Linked DNA regions of Mus musculus: all the other regions are linked to region 1. Evidence: chromatin contacts called from public Hi-C, HiChIP or PLAC-seq and promoter capture Hi-C data. All regions are on one chromosome and are shown on one strand. The core of a region is the stretch at or near the end of the contact, and the rest is flanking DNA. Distances in the headings are between cores, read along the strand shown. Region 1 holds the start of Lamtor4 (late endosomal/lysosomal adaptor, MAPK and MTOR activator 4). Region 2 holds the start of Ufsp1 (UFM1-specific peptidase 1). Region 3 overlaps Dnaaf5 (dynein, axonemal assembly factor 5). Region 4 holds the start of Dnaaf5 (dynein, axonemal assembly factor 5). Region 5 holds the start of Pcolce (procollagen C-endopeptidase enhancer protein).

Region 1 (2,563 bases), core at 43-2,542:
CTAATTGTATAACTTGGGTAATGGTTTGTTTGTTGTTTTTTGAGGCTGAGTTACATGTAGTCCAGGTTGTGATTGAATTTGATATGTAGCCAAAGATAAGCCTGAACATCTAACCCACTGTTTCCACCTTCCAAGTGCTGGGACTACACTCTGTTTGGTTTTATGCAGTATTGGGATTGAAGAGAAGGCTCTGTGCATGCTAGGCAACTCATTCTCCGTACTAAGCTACCTCCCCAACCTTTTGGTAATTAGCTTTTATACCACATATCCAAATACTACATAAAGCTTACTATATGGCAAGCAAGGAACCACAGAGAAGACAAAAAGAGACAACTTGGAAATATTTGAAGGGATTTCTGGGCTGTGTGTCCCCAAAGGACCCCCCCACACACACACACACACACACCCTCCACCCCACGCTTTGCTTTCCCACAACGCACCGCCAGCACTGCACCTTCGCTCAGCACCAGGTAGCCAAGCTGGTCTGGGATTCGCTCCAGCCCTTGGGTCAGTGCGGAAGTCTAGAGGGTAAAGAGACAAGGAGAATCATGACAGCCTTGCAAACCCATCTCCCTCCTGGATATGAGCCTTCCAAGGCCCTCATAATGGCTTGTAACACTGAGTCTCCATCCACGGTCACTATTGGACCTCTGAGCTCTTCCACTTGTCATGTAGGTGACCCAGGAGGCCTTCCTAGCCCCTCAACCCCTCCTCATGTCCCTTCCCACTCCAGTCCCCTTATGCCCCGCCCCTTGTGCCATCTAGACTACTCCCCCGCTGCAGAACACCCGGTAGCGGAGCCTTCCTTCTCCAGCCCTCCCTGTCGCTTCCCTCCCATCTCTGTTCCCTTTCGGTCCCAGGGTGGACTGGAGGTGACAGTGAAATGCAAGCCATAAGGTGGCAACAGAAGCTCGGAAAACAGGGACGCGGAACCGCAGGCGTGCACACCCGCGCATGCGTCCACACTCACCATCGCAGCCGTAGGTGCAGTGTAAGCAGTCTGCCGGATAGGTAGTTTCCGGCTCCAGGCTCGGGTCAGGTGGTTTCACCAGCTGACTGTAGCCCAGCCCTTCGCTTGAGGATTGGATGGCGGGTATGTCATTATACTTTATCAACCACTGCGGAGCCCCGCTTTCCGAACACATTCGTGGATTGGTTGCATTTCCCCGCCCCTCAGGATTTGCCTGCGAGAGTTGTCCGGAGAGTCGCGGGGCAGTGTCGCCACACGAACGTGCACTGCTTCTATCCTTTGCAATAGGAATATGCATCTGCCGGTGGCTTCCAAGAAGAAAGTAGAACAGTCCGGTGATGTAAGAGGAGTCTTAGGTGTCACTGTTCAACCTGAAAAGAGAAACTAATGTACCAATGTGAAAGACGATGGTTTGGTTTACACGTGAAAAGCTGTTCACGTGTTAACTTTCTGCCTTGAGTATATGTGTTAAGAGTGGATCGGCCCAAATATGGCTATGAATGAGTAAATCAAATTTGCTGTGTACACACAGTAGTGTAAGATCAATACAAGATGATAATGTCCTGACACCAAATGCAGCTTGAGAATCTCCAAAACAAGAGAAAGCAGGCCAGGGAGATGGCTTCAGAGACCACTCAGCCTTCAGAGGCTCAGACCCAACCAAAAGGACGGGTTGTGAAAGGGCAGGTTCATAAGGCTATATATTATGTGGTCCCATCTATGTAAGACGCTTAGCTGTGACTATTGCCGAATGCTTGTAATCCTAGTTTAAAGCCTGAGAGGCCGAGGATTGGGCTGAATAGGGAGTTCAGTGCCAGACTGAGGCCTGAGCTACCTACCAAGATCCTGATTAAAACACATACACTTCTTGCAAATACAGAAAAACTGAAAGCAATTACTAGTTGGTAGTGGGGCAAGAAAAAATAGGAAGTGCTTATTAATGAGGGTATGGCAGGGCATGTGATTTAAGCTTTTTGGAATTCATATTGAAGTCTGCATATCTTTGTGAATGTGCCGAAGTTACTAAGTTGTACACTAAATTAGTGAATTATATCCCCCACCCCATTTATTTTCAGTGCCAAGAAGCAAAGTCAGGGCCTTATGCATACTGGGTGTGGGTCTGTACCCACAGCACTAAACAAAGAAAGTCGTCCACCCCAAATCATCTTGTAGAAGCAGCAGCTAATTAGAGAAAATGAGGCAAGGCTGTAGCTATCGTTTCAAAACTTGCCTAGCATGCATAGGCCCCAGATTCAATCATCATGACCAAAAAATTGAAGTAGGGCTGGCAAAGTGGCTCAGCGGGCAAAGGTGCTTGGCACCATTGCTCTGAAGTGGGTATACAAATATCAACAGCTGCTTTGTACAATCCAGAGAATGGTCTACAGTAGCCACAATTTTTATTTTGAACGAGTGACTTTATAAAGTGAGTGAGAGAGAGAGAGAGAGAGAGAGAGAGAGAAGCACATCAATTTCCATCAAATCAGGTACTCAAGTATCCAAGTATCCAGCCAAAACTACCTGAGGAAGTCCCTTTAAGACAACTACGAACAGACAGAGTTCTGGGCAGAGCAGAGAGTTTCTTCAGGGAAG
Region 2 (2,563 bases), core at 20-2,519, 960 kb after region 1:
GACATCTGTTCACATTTCCTTTATCTCACAGGATGGTTCGAGGAGACCCAAGGGCCATAGTGGAGTATCGGGACCTGGATGCCCCGGATGATGTTGACTTCTTTTGAGCCATCCATGTCCCCTCCTGCATTGCTACATCAGTACCCGTGACCACTTTATCCCATCAGCTGAAAAGTTTTTTGTACGTTATTTTACCCGCTAGTAAAAACACTTTGGTAGTGTGTGTTAACTGTGTGCTGTATGTCCCTTCCCAAACACAGGCTGGGCCATAGTAAGCTGAATTACGCCAATTTATTATTTTTCAGAACAGTATCTCTAATTCCAGCTTGGCCTTGCTGTGTAGACCAAGTTGGCTTTGAACTCAGATTCACCTGCCCGTATCATTGTGCCAGGCCCAAACTTGATCGCGGTGGGGGCCTGTGCGAAGTAAATAGGTGGCTGTGTTTAGTCTCAGTTCTGGGATCTACCCAACGGTGCAGGTAGGGCGTGGTGATTCAGAGATTTCTGGTGAAGCACAAGTTGTAGAAGGAATTGGAATCAAAGACGCTTTTTACCTTTTGCCAGCCCACCCATCCAGCAGCTTGTAGTTCACAACGGTTTTTTGGAGTGCCCCAGTAGTGTGGGTCCAGTATCAAGACATAGACTTCTGAACCTGGCCCCTCACAGATCCCCAGCAGGGCCTTGGACTGGGCATCTGCATCTCCTCCTACCATTACTGGGCCCCCACCCGTTGTAAAGTGTGAATAAAGCCGCTCCTCTTCTCCCCTAAGCCCTACTCCGCGGGGCAAGTGGCATAGGCGCCCTTGAGGTCCTCCGAAGTGTTCTAGGCAGAGACTGGCCTCTACACAGCCGATCCAGTTACGGGAGCCCCGGAATCCGGGGGGCTTGTCGCCCATGGCCTCTAGGGCTCCCTGCAAGGCTGGCAGTCCAGGCACGCCCGAGGACTGGCCCCCTGGCCAGGAGCACAGCGTCTGCAGGGTGCGGTAGCCGCATCCCCAGCCACGGTCATCCAGTCCATCGCAACCATAGTGATAGTAAAGGTAGTGGCCTGAGAGGAGGGCCAGTCGGGCGGGATCATGGCAGGGCACAGGCAGGCCCAGGTGCACGTCCTTCAGCAGCTCCAGGGTGCTCGGTAGAGCAGCTGTCATCGAGGCAGGGCCAATTCCGGGTTCCTGGTGTTTTCTGGGACTAGCTACGGGCAGTGTGGGCACGTAGAACCGGAGAACTCTCAGCAAGCAGGCTAGCGGCAGGAGAGATGATTCCACAGGCAGACGAATTAAGGAGCCTTCTAAAAGGCGCCGGCAAACCAGCCTGGCTGCGCAGTCGCAGGCTCCGCCCCTAGGGGCGGGCCCAGCGCTTGCTTCCGCCGGATGCTGCGGGCAGGGTGCCTCAGTGCTCACCAATCCCGAGGCTTCTGTTCCCAGCGTCTCTGACCTCATCCCCGCCCCAACTTCCCGCGTGTTGCACAGACTCTGGTGGCTGTAACAGTTTATTGGCGGCCCAGAGGGGCGAAGGCACCGCGGGGAGGGGAGCTTAGCCCAAGACATGCAGAAGATGGGGAGCCCCTAGTGGGAGGAAGTCGGGGAGGAGTGGACAGGGCCTGGGGGCTCGGTCGTATTATATCCCAGCCCTTAAATAAATAGTGTATATACAGCTAGGGGCTCGGGCAGGGCGGCAGGACCTGGGGTCCCCCAAGGGGTCACAGGTCTGAGCAGCGCTCCTGCTTGCTATAGTGGTCGAACTGGTTCTTCCAGTGCACCATGTAGGAGCTCCAGCGGTGGAACTCGGCCTTCCACTGGCGCTCCGCCTCGTCCAGAGTATCTGCGGCCAGGGCACCCCGCAAGAGTGGGAGAAACGGAACAGGTCGGGTAGTGGAGACCGGTCGTGAGTGCGCCGGCACACACGCATTGTCGGAGGCCGAGCGGGGTGGTGGAAAGAGAACAGTGGATGATCCGGAGAATGAAGGGAGAGGTGGAACAGGAAGGAGAGGAAGAGATAAAAATCACCGGAAGACGGAGGGGAGGGACAGGATCAGAGTGGGAGAAGGGTTCATGGGTTAGTGGGGAAAAGAGAGAAGATACAGAAATAGTTGGCGATTATAAGGCCCTTTGGCTGACGCCAACTAGCCCCGGATCCTTCTCCCCTCAACACCAGGCTCAAGCTCCAAAGGATAATTTTTTACATTAAAAAAAAAAAAATCCTGTTTTTTGAATTTTTGTTTAACAAAGATCCCTGAGTCTGTCCATTTTGTCTCGGCTTGAGAATGGAGTGGGGTTCTGTATCCCTGAGAGGGGCCCCTTCTCAGCTACACACTAGAGTAAGTGTGCTTTGAGACCAGAAGGGGAAAGGATTGCAGTTAGAGCCACGGAAGCCCGGAGTGGAGGAGGAAAAGGAAGAAGAGGAGGGACAGGGCTAAGTCCGGCCCGGGCCTCGGGGCCGCCTCCCCATGGGCGGGGCTTGGGCAGGTGCAAGGAGCCTCCGTGGCTGGGGAGGTGGAGAAGAGAGGGATTACACCCTGTGTTTTGCACCCCATCTCTCTCCCCTCCTTCCAACCCTTGCCGCC
Region 3 (2,563 bases), core at 39-2,538, 920 kb before region 1:
TTTCTTAACTTTGCATTACATTTCATTTATCTATTGCACTCGTGTACTACACGTCCACAGTGCACACACGGAAGTCAGAGGACAACTTGCAGGAGTTGGTTTCCTTCTACCATGTGGGCCCTGAGGCCTGAACTCAGGTAGTCAGGTCTGGAAGCAAATGCCTTTACTCACTGGGCTCCAGTCCAGAATTTACACCAAATTTTACTTCAAGGCTACCACAAGCACTGAAGCAAAGGCCCCCTGCAAAGGCAGTGGCTTCGGTAGAGCTTTCTGTAGTCCCCTCCAACTCTCTCACAGGCATCTCCATAGCTCAGGCAAGAGTGCAAGGAAGGGGTGGGGAGTGGGAGTCTCCGGTTGTGTGGTAGGTGGATGTGGTGGTGCTACCACTCTGGCTTGCTGAGAGAGCCTTCTCTAAGAATCCTGACTCCCTGCCAGAGATGACATCCTTAGACTGAGTCTTGACTGGACAACCAACCTTTCATTCTACCATTCTGTGATTATAAATCAAAACCAAATAATATTTTGTACTGACTAGTTTTATGTTAACTTGACACAAACTAGACTCAGCTGAGAGACTAATTCTAAGGGGACCACGACTGAAAAACTGCCTCTCTAAGATCTAGCTGTAGGCAAGCCTGCAGGGCATTTTCTTAATTAGTGGTTGAGATGGGAGGAACCTGCCCATTGTGGGTGGTGCTACCACAGGGCTCCTGTGCTATAAAACAGCAGGCAGAGCAAGCCAATAAGTAGTTAGTAGGCAGCCCTCTTCAGTGGCATCTACATTAGCTCCAGCTTTCTGTCCTGACTTCTCTCAGTGGACCGTGTACAAGTGAAATAAACTCCTTAAATCTCTTTTGATTATGGTGTTCCGTCATGGCAATAGAACACTAAGACAATGCTATTTTCAAACTGTCCCTACCCAAACAGTAGCAATCTCTCACTCAGTAAGTCATCTGCATAATTGGATTCTCTAGACTGACCTGATCCCTGGAGAGGTCTGAAGTGTGTCACTGGGAACCTGGCCCAAACCTGGCAGCTGTGTTTGTGGGTCAGGGGTGGCAGTGTTCCTCAGCATACTGGGTGTGTAGAAAAGGCTACAGTCTGGTGGCAGCTCAGCCATTCTCTCACTCCACTCCTGTGTACACGCCTGCCCGAAGGCCTGTTGCCAAGACGCTCATTAATACCTTTTTATGGTCCCTTTTCAGCCCTGAGGTTTTTTAGATCGCAGGAAACAGAATTTCCTGCAGCGTGTGAGAGGCTGGCAGTCAGCCCCACATTAAGAGTGCACTCGAAGGAGAAAGGTTAGAATGAGAAACTCATAGGGAACTTTATAGTTTGCTTACCACACTTCACAGTGACAGGTTTTTTGATTTTGGGGGTGGGGGATGGGGTGAGGTGGGGGGAGGTGGCATCCCAGGAGCTCGCACAGGGCTTAAGTTCTCAGGTCTCCATCTGCAAGACCCAGGATGCCAAGGGTCAGGATTGGAAGGTCCCAGAGTGATTTGAATCTTAGTCTGTTCAATGAACCAAGGAGAGGGAGGGGTGTGTGTGTGTGTGTGTGTGTGTGTGTGTGTGTGTGTGTGCGTGTCTCCTCGCTCTACCCTCCTCTCCAGGATGAGCTGCTGTGTGTGTGTGTGTGTGTGTGTGTCCTCGCTCTACCCTCCTCTCCAGGATGAGCTGCTGTGTGTGTGTGTGTGTGTGTGTGTGTGTGTCTTGGCTTGCTTCCCTCCTCCCCTGAGAGCCTGTTCTTTCCTAAGCTCTTTGTTCCACTTTCCCTTTACTTCAAAGCCATAAAATCTGAGGCTCTTAGGTTGCAGAGCTGCCCCTGAGCTTTTCTGAGATAACAGACTACCCTTAAGCCTTCACCATCAATGCTAATTTAGTCAGGTCTGTTAGGTCTGAAAGGTGCCAAAAGCCTTTTAAAACAGAACAGCCGAAACAGAAGCCATTAATAGTTAATGCGCCCTAAAACTTTCTCACTCGATGGAATTTTAATGACTCCTCTAAAGTGACTTTGATTTACTGTCTGTGTCTCTGTGGTATACTCACCAAGATCACTGTTTACCTAGTGGGGTGGATTCTAGAGATACAGACCACCAAGAAGCCCGGACTTTAGACCTTGGGGGCCCTGCCCAGGGGGTCGTGGGAAGACCCATCCAACACATACGTGGGCTGTACACAGACCTGAGGGTCGACCTACCCCTGAGAATCGACAGTGTCCTTAGGCCTCAGCAGCATCATGGACAGGATAGAGAAGAGCTTCAGGCGCATGTGTGGGTCTGTGGAGGGCTGGAGACAGGCCCTGAGGGTGGGGATCACATGCTGCAGCGCTTCTCCCACAGCCGGGCCTAGGAAAGAGAACAGGGGCTGCAGCAGGCCACCGATGGCTTCCCAGGCCTCACTGCTGGGGTAGGAGCCCTGCAAGCCACAGGCCATGGCTCGCCTTCCTGACATGCTGCTCTCCCAACTGCTGAGGACACTAACAAACTCCAGCATCGCCCTCCCTATGTGACCAAGACACAAATCCAGCTTCTCTTTACAACTTCTAAATTATTCTAAATTA
Region 4 (2,563 bases), core at 33-2,532, 890 kb before region 1:
CCTATCAAGGACTCCGATTGCATGTGGAAGTGCTCTGTGGGATTAGGGAGGCTGCTGGTTATGCGATACAGCTGCATGGGGCCCTGTTCTGTGGCTACCATCAAACCTTCCTCTGGCCTCTGCTAGCCTCAGCTCCCACTTTTTCTCTCCAATGGTGCTGGGAGCTGCTTATGCTCCAGGCATCCGGAGGGATATATACACCTATTTCACAAAGTTGGCTCCCCCCTACCCCCGGGAAGACTTTAAACACTAGGTAGGGCCTCTTAACTTTTCCAAACTCTAGTCTAGAAGGAAAAAAGGGAAAAAGCCCTGATCAAGCAGGGCTGTAGATAGAGGGTAGAAATAAACGAGAAGCAGCCTCCCTTCATCCAGGAAGTTAGTGACCCGTGTCAGAGACAGAGAAGACACTGGAGTAAAGAAACTGAGTTGAGTTGTCCTTTCCCACATGAGTCCCATAACCCAGCATAAAAATGATCATGAAATGGGTGTGACACAGGTCTGAGAGTCTAGCACTTTAGGCTGAAGTAGAAGCAGCGTTATGTTTGACACCAGCCAGGGCTACATGGTGAGATCTCTTGTCTCGTGCCCCCTCCCATCGGAAATGACCTTACGAAGGAACCAGCCCACTTTAGTTCAGTTTCTGGACATCTAGGTAACCAGGGAAGCGGATAGGACGCTCACCCGGAGTGGCACGGGCCAGAGCGGCTGCGCACTCGCAGCCCTCCCGGCGCACCGCAGCGAAGGGGTCGAGCAGCGCGGCCCGCAAGGCGCGCACGGCGTCGTCCAGGTGGGGCGCGAGCGCGGCGCCGCCCAGGTCTACGGCGAGGTGGAGCAGCTGCACGAGGGCGAGACGCAGCTCCTCGCAGGGCTCCGGCGGCGGCCGCGCGAGTTCAGGTCGGGCCAGGCGTGCGCTGAGCGCCGGCAGCAGACGCGGCAGAGCGTCGCGGGGCCGCGCGGCGCGGCGCAGGCCAAGGTCGAGCAGGTGAGCGGCCAGCGCGCGGCAGCCCTCGGCCGGATCGCTTAGAAGCCGCAGCAGGCGCGGCAGCAGCAGACGGGCCCAGGGGCCCTGGAAGGCCGCGGAATCCGCGCCGGGCCGCACCGCCTCTTCCAGTACCTGCTCCAGAGCCTCCAGAGCGCGCCGCCGCCCCAGCTTACTTTCCGTCTCCAGCCCCGGTAGCAGGCGGCTTAGCGCGCGGGTCAGTTCCGCGGCTTCAGCCGCCTCGGTTAAGCCCGGGGCCGCGGCCACCTCCGCCTCCGCCGGCGCCGCCATCTTGAGCGCGTTGCCTGTCTCCAAGGGAACCGGCGCTAGTACGATGGTCCGAGCACGCTTTACGGCAAGACTTCCGGCTGCCTGGGTTGCTCGAGGCTGAGTGTGCGCCCCTTAGGAGTGATGCTGGGGGAGGGGCAGGGAGTAAGGGAGAGGCGGGGCCAGGGAAGTGGGCGGGCAAAGGGCTTAGAGGGCGGAGTGACGGGCAGGAGGACGAGAGAGGCTAAGAGAAGCAAGTGTAATTGGCTAGGTCCGGGAGTCTGGGGTGGGGCGCGAACCTTGAGGGCGAGGCAGAAGACAGCAAGCTCGGCAAGGGCCTTGGGCGAAAGAGGTAGTGGGCGGTACGAGGGGGTTGGTAGGCGGGACACGGGCCTCTTGGGTAGGGGCTTAGTGTAAAGAGAGGGGAATAAGGGATAATGGGAGGGGAAAGAACCAAATAGGCGGGGTGTGGACTTCGGGAGCATTGCAGGAGGTGGCAGGCGGAGCCCTGGTTTTGTGGGCGGGGCGAAGAATAAGGGTCTACGGGAAGGAGGCGGGGCAAGGAGTAGTGGGTTGGATGGGGGGGTAGGTGGGCGGGGCATGGGCCGCGCAGCTGGCTGACAAGTTTCAATAATAGGTGGGGTGCAGGTTTGGGGAAGGGACATAAAGCTCGAGGGAGGGGTGGGGGTCTGAGTAAGGTGAAGCGTGAGGATTGAGGTGCCTGAGACAAGGGCTGACAGGTGGGACGCAGGCCTTAGGGCGTGGCAAATGGCTAGGGGCGAGGCCAAGAGTGGGGCTGTCCTGTGCCTGAGTCTGGAACTTGGCCTGAGTGGCCAAGCTTCTGCAAGCCTGCACCTTCAGGTTCCTTTCCTCAGGGGCAGCTTAAGCTGAGGTTCTTTCTAATGGTGTAGATATGGCTGATCCTTACTGGGTTCCTCAGAGGTCATGAAGAAGTCAAGTGTGAATCTGCCACACGGTCTGACCTCAGTTTAGACATGAGGTATGCTCGATGGCTGGAAGTGTTTTTTTAGGGGGTCAGAGATGGTATTGTCAGTGGTCAGGACCCCCCACTGGGCACTTCCTAGGCCTGACTCAGTGCTGCATGACTTGGGCATCCAAACGAGTCACATCTGAGAACAGGCTTATAATGTTAGGGGTTGGGTTTTGTAACAAATTTGGCCTTTTTTTGTTGTTGACATTAGTTTTGTGGGAAATTGGTGTGAACCCTTAGGTGTTTTGAATGTGGCGTGGAAGCTTTAGGGGAACCATGTAAAATTGCTTAGGGTGGCAAAAGAGTTGTGAAGAGAGGTGACTGGC
Region 5 (2,563 bases), core at 29-2,528, 640 kb after region 1:
AACACTGTGTGTACATGGGTGGGGGGTGGGGGTGGGGCTGTGGGGAGCAGTGCTGCGTATTCGAGGGGAGAGGAGGGACCTCTTTTATAAATGTGCAGGGGCCTGCCCTGGAGGAGCCCCTAACCTGACTATCATGAGCGAGAAATTTGATGGACAGTAGAATAAAAGGCTAAAGCCAAGCCTGTTTTGAAACCCTGGGGCCTCATGGAGGGGTGGCCTGGGATGGAGGGAGGCCTGGCTGGTGAGGGGGTGGGGGGAGACAGAAAGAGCCCAAGCTGTTGTCTTACTGAGGAAGTGCCAGCACCCCCAGCTAACCTTCCCCTTCTCACTCCAGAAGCCCCACTTTGTGATGTGGAGGTCAGGCCTGGGCTTGTGAAGTAACTCGGACGACAGACACACCTTACTTCCCACTTTGAAACCTCTGTTGGGTCTGTTGGTTTTGTTTGTGACAGAGCCTCACTGTGTGGCCCAGGCTGACCTCTTTAATCATGCTCACGCTGACTCCATTTCCAGAGAGCTAGGATTTCAGGTGTGCCTCCATCATACCTGCACCAAACCTGCAATCTGATCGTCACTTCTAGGGTACCTCACCCCTAGCCCACAGTCCCGTGGAATCAGCATCCCGTCCTCTTCTGTCTCCCATCTTTTCCCTTACTTTTTGCTCCGTCCCCTCTTTGCCCAGGGACAGGGACACTCCACACCCCCCCCCCCCTTAACCCTTCTGTACCTTAAAATAGTTGGAAGAGAAAATAAGGAGTCAGAAAGCCACTTTGCTTGGCCTGATCTGGTCCAGTGTTAAGGGGAGGTCCTAAGTATGTGCAGAAGCTCCTGGGGAAGGGGGTGCAGGCCTGTAATCCCAGCACGTGGGAAGCTGAGGCAGAAAGATCGAAAGCTCCGACTAGCCAGTGCGTCATGGCAAGCCTGTCTTAAGCAACAAGAACTATCTGGAAGTGTGCAGTGGGACAGTGGGTAGCCAAGAGACTTGGGGACATCCCCTCTAGATGCCGAGAAAGCAACAGGTGAAGAAGGGTCCAGCCTGCACCTGAAAGTCTCCAGCAAATGCCAGGTCCCCAGGCAAAGGACAGAGGGCAGTGGCATATGACTAGATGTGTTCCCAGCATTCTCTGGTCAATTAATATATGTCCAAGACCTAGAGAGGCCTCTGAAGGGACTCAAGCACTGTCCCAGCTGTCTCCCCGTCCCGCCTCCCCTGCTGCCCGCCCAGTTGGCCAGTCCCCACGCCCACACACCCGGGGCTGCTTCATCTGGTCCTGATTATCCTGCTGCTGCTGCTGCTGCTGCTGCTGCTGCTGCTGAACTCAGCTGCTGCTTCCAGCACTTCCCCCCTACACAATGCTGCCTGCTGCCCTAACCTCCTTTCTGGGGCCATTCCTTTTGGCCTGGGTGCTGCCTCTTGCCCGAGGCCAGACCCCCAACTACACGAGGTAGGTCTCATATCTTTCAGATGGCTTCCACAGGAAGCTTCAGAATGCTTGTGAGTCCTGGGAGGGCTGTGCCTGTGGGTCTTGCAAGCTCTTCTGCTAGCAAATCCCTTTTCCTCTTCAGATTCATATCCTCCCTGTCTGCTGCAAGGCCACACTGGTCTGTAACTTCCACTGTTCCCACTCCTTCACTACTGTTCTTCTGCCCTCTGCCCCTCCATGGAGCTTGAACCCAGAAAGCCAAGACCTTGACCTTGTCTGTTAGCTGACATTCAGGAACTGAGATTGGGGGAAGGGTAGCAAGCAGAAAGTCAGGTACTGGTCCTTAGCCAGGAGCATGGCAGCAGGGCGAAGGTGGGAGCCCCTAGCTGTGTGTCCACTGTTGCTCTCCTCAATTCTCTTGCCCCCTCCCCCTCGTGGCCTCGTGGCTTGTCACATCTGGAAGTAGTTAGGCGGCTCCTGTCCTTGACTGCCAGGCAGGACAGGGAGGGGGGGTAGAGGAGGTTAGGGGGACTGAGAAGGATTCCCGGAATTCCTGGCAGCGTGGGGGTGGAGCCTCTAGGGGATGGAGAGACGGGGCGGTTGCCTAGCCCCACTTTCCGTGGTCCTTGGACTGGAGTCTCCAGTCCACAGGCTGGGGCTTCTCCAACACCATCTTCCCATATTGCCGTGGCTTGCCCTTCTCACGAACCATCAATGCAGGGGTTCTGCCTGACACCTCCTCTGTCCTCCAGACCTGTGTTCCTGTGCGGAGGGGACGTGACCGGGGAGTCAGGTTACGTGGCAAGTGAGGGTTTCCCCAACCTCTACCCCCCAAACAAGAAGTGCATCTGGACAATTACGGTGAGAAGGCCCCTCTGGTCCCCATTGCTCTTCATCAGTCTCCCAAGCCAAACCTTGACAGCCCAGGGACACCGTCCCCACCACCAGGCATCACCTCTGGGAAACCCTCTTTTCCTCTTTGGTCCAAGGGCGTCAGGCCCCATGGTAACATGCTCTGAAGTACCTCCAACCTTCCTCCTCTTGGTCCAATCCCACTACTGGGAACTGAGCCCTGGGACTTTGGCATACTAGGCCAGAACTCTACCACTGAGGTCCATCTCTTTTATTCATTTAGGTTT

What was found. Promoter capture Hi-C pulls out the DNA fragments that hold promoters and counts their contacts. Hi-C and Micro-C count contacts between places; a contact is called where the count stands out from the background. HiChIP or PLAC-seq counts read pairs in DNA pulled down with a chosen protein or histone mark.
Region 2: a Hi-C map of CD4 T cells shows a contact between it and region 1, with 5 times the contacts expected there. The contact joins the promoter of Ufsp1 here to the promoter of Lamtor4 in region 1. A contact is called at or near these places in 1 of 39 promoter capture datasets (liver), 1 of 484 Hi-C or Micro-C datasets (CD4 T cells) and 2 of 115 datasets of contacts at active chromatin or transcription factors (astrocytes and pancreatic cancer cells).
Region 3: a contact with region 1 is called in an H3K27ac HiChIP or PLAC-seq map of T-cell acute lymphoblastic leukemia, with 4 times the contacts expected there. The contact joins the enhancer-like site here to the promoter of Lamtor4 in region 1. A contact is called at or near these places in 4 of 39 promoter capture datasets (cranial neural crest, embryonic stem cells, hippocampal neurons and 1 more), 1 of 484 Hi-C or Micro-C datasets (CD4 T cells) and 6 of 115 datasets of contacts at active chromatin or transcription factors (T-cell acute lymphoblastic leukemia, bone marrow-derived macrophages, embryonic stem cells and 3 more).
Region 4: a contact with region 1 is called in a promoter capture Hi-C map of liver, with 4 times the contacts expected there. The contact joins the promoter of Dnaaf5 here to the promoter of Lamtor4 in region 1. A contact is called at or near these places in 11 of 39 promoter capture datasets (the 3T3-L1 cell line, 3T3-L1-derived adipocytes, the C10 cell line and 6 more), 2 of 484 Hi-C or Micro-C datasets (CD4 T cells and embryonic stem cells), 2 of 115 datasets of contacts at active chromatin or transcription factors (astrocytes and pancreatic cancer cells) and 1 of 9 other capture datasets (embryonic stem cells).
Region 5: a contact with region 1 is called in a promoter capture Hi-C map of pre-B cells. The contact joins the promoter of Pcolce here to the promoter of Lamtor4 in region 1. A contact is called at or near these places in 1 of 39 promoter capture datasets (pre-B cells) and 1 of 115 datasets of contacts at active chromatin or transcription factors (pancreatic cancer cells).

The regions. Positions count from the first base shown.
Region 1 is chr5:138,254,211-138,256,773 of GRCm38.p6, reverse strand. Lamtor4 (late endosomal/lysosomal adaptor, MAPK and MTOR activator 4) reads right to left here and starts at 1,292. Exons shown (of 4, transcript NM_001081108.2): 1 at 971-1,292; 2 at 441-521. The coding sequence starts at 973.
Region 2 is chr5:137,293,375-137,295,937 of GRCm38.p6, reverse strand. Ufsp1 (UFM1-specific peptidase 1) reads right to left here and starts at 1,269. Exons shown (of 1, transcript NM_027356.2): 1 at 274-1,269. The coding sequence starts at 1,148. The coding sequence ends at 495. It overlaps Ache (acetylcholinesterase), which reads right to left. Exons shown (of 5, transcript NM_009599.4): 5 at 1,472-1,821. The coding sequence ends at 1,700. It overlaps Srrt (serrate RNA effector molecule homolog (Arabidopsis)), which reads left to right. Exons shown (of 20, transcript NM_031405.2): 20 at 32-234. The coding sequence ends at 107. Mir8116 (microRNA 8116) reads right to left here and starts at 2,158; the gene lies at 2,062-2,158.
Region 3 is chr5:139,173,911-139,176,473 of GRCm38.p6, reverse strand. Dnaaf5 (dynein, axonemal assembly factor 5) reads right to left here. Exons shown (of 13, transcript NM_001081265.2): 9 at 2,201-2,348. Among named protein-coding and RNA genes, the nearest start is that of Dnaaf5, 25 kb to the right of the region's middle. Within about 2 kb of position 1,288, at least 89 of the 459 cell types and tissues checked have an H3K27ac peak or open chromatin away from gene starts, as enhancers often do. A contact at or near this core is called in T-cell acute lymphoblastic leukemia, memory CD8 T cells and pre-B cells, where this site is marked.
Region 4 is chr5:139,148,954-139,151,516 of GRCm38.p6, reverse strand. It overlaps Dnaaf5 (dynein, axonemal assembly factor 5), which reads right to left and starts at 1,282. Exons shown (of 13, transcript NM_001081265.2): 1 at 682-1,282; 2 at 1-34. The coding sequence starts at 1,270. It also overlaps a transcript of Prkar1b not described here.
Region 5 is chr5:137,610,119-137,612,681 of GRCm38.p6, reverse strand. Pcolce (procollagen C-endopeptidase enhancer protein) reads left to right here and starts at 1,278. Exons shown (of 9, transcript NM_008788.2): 1 at 1,278-1,445; 2 at 2,177-2,285. The coding sequence starts at 1,354. It overlaps Fbxo24 (F-box protein 24), which reads left to right. Exons shown (of 10, transcript NM_027708.1): 10 at 1-177.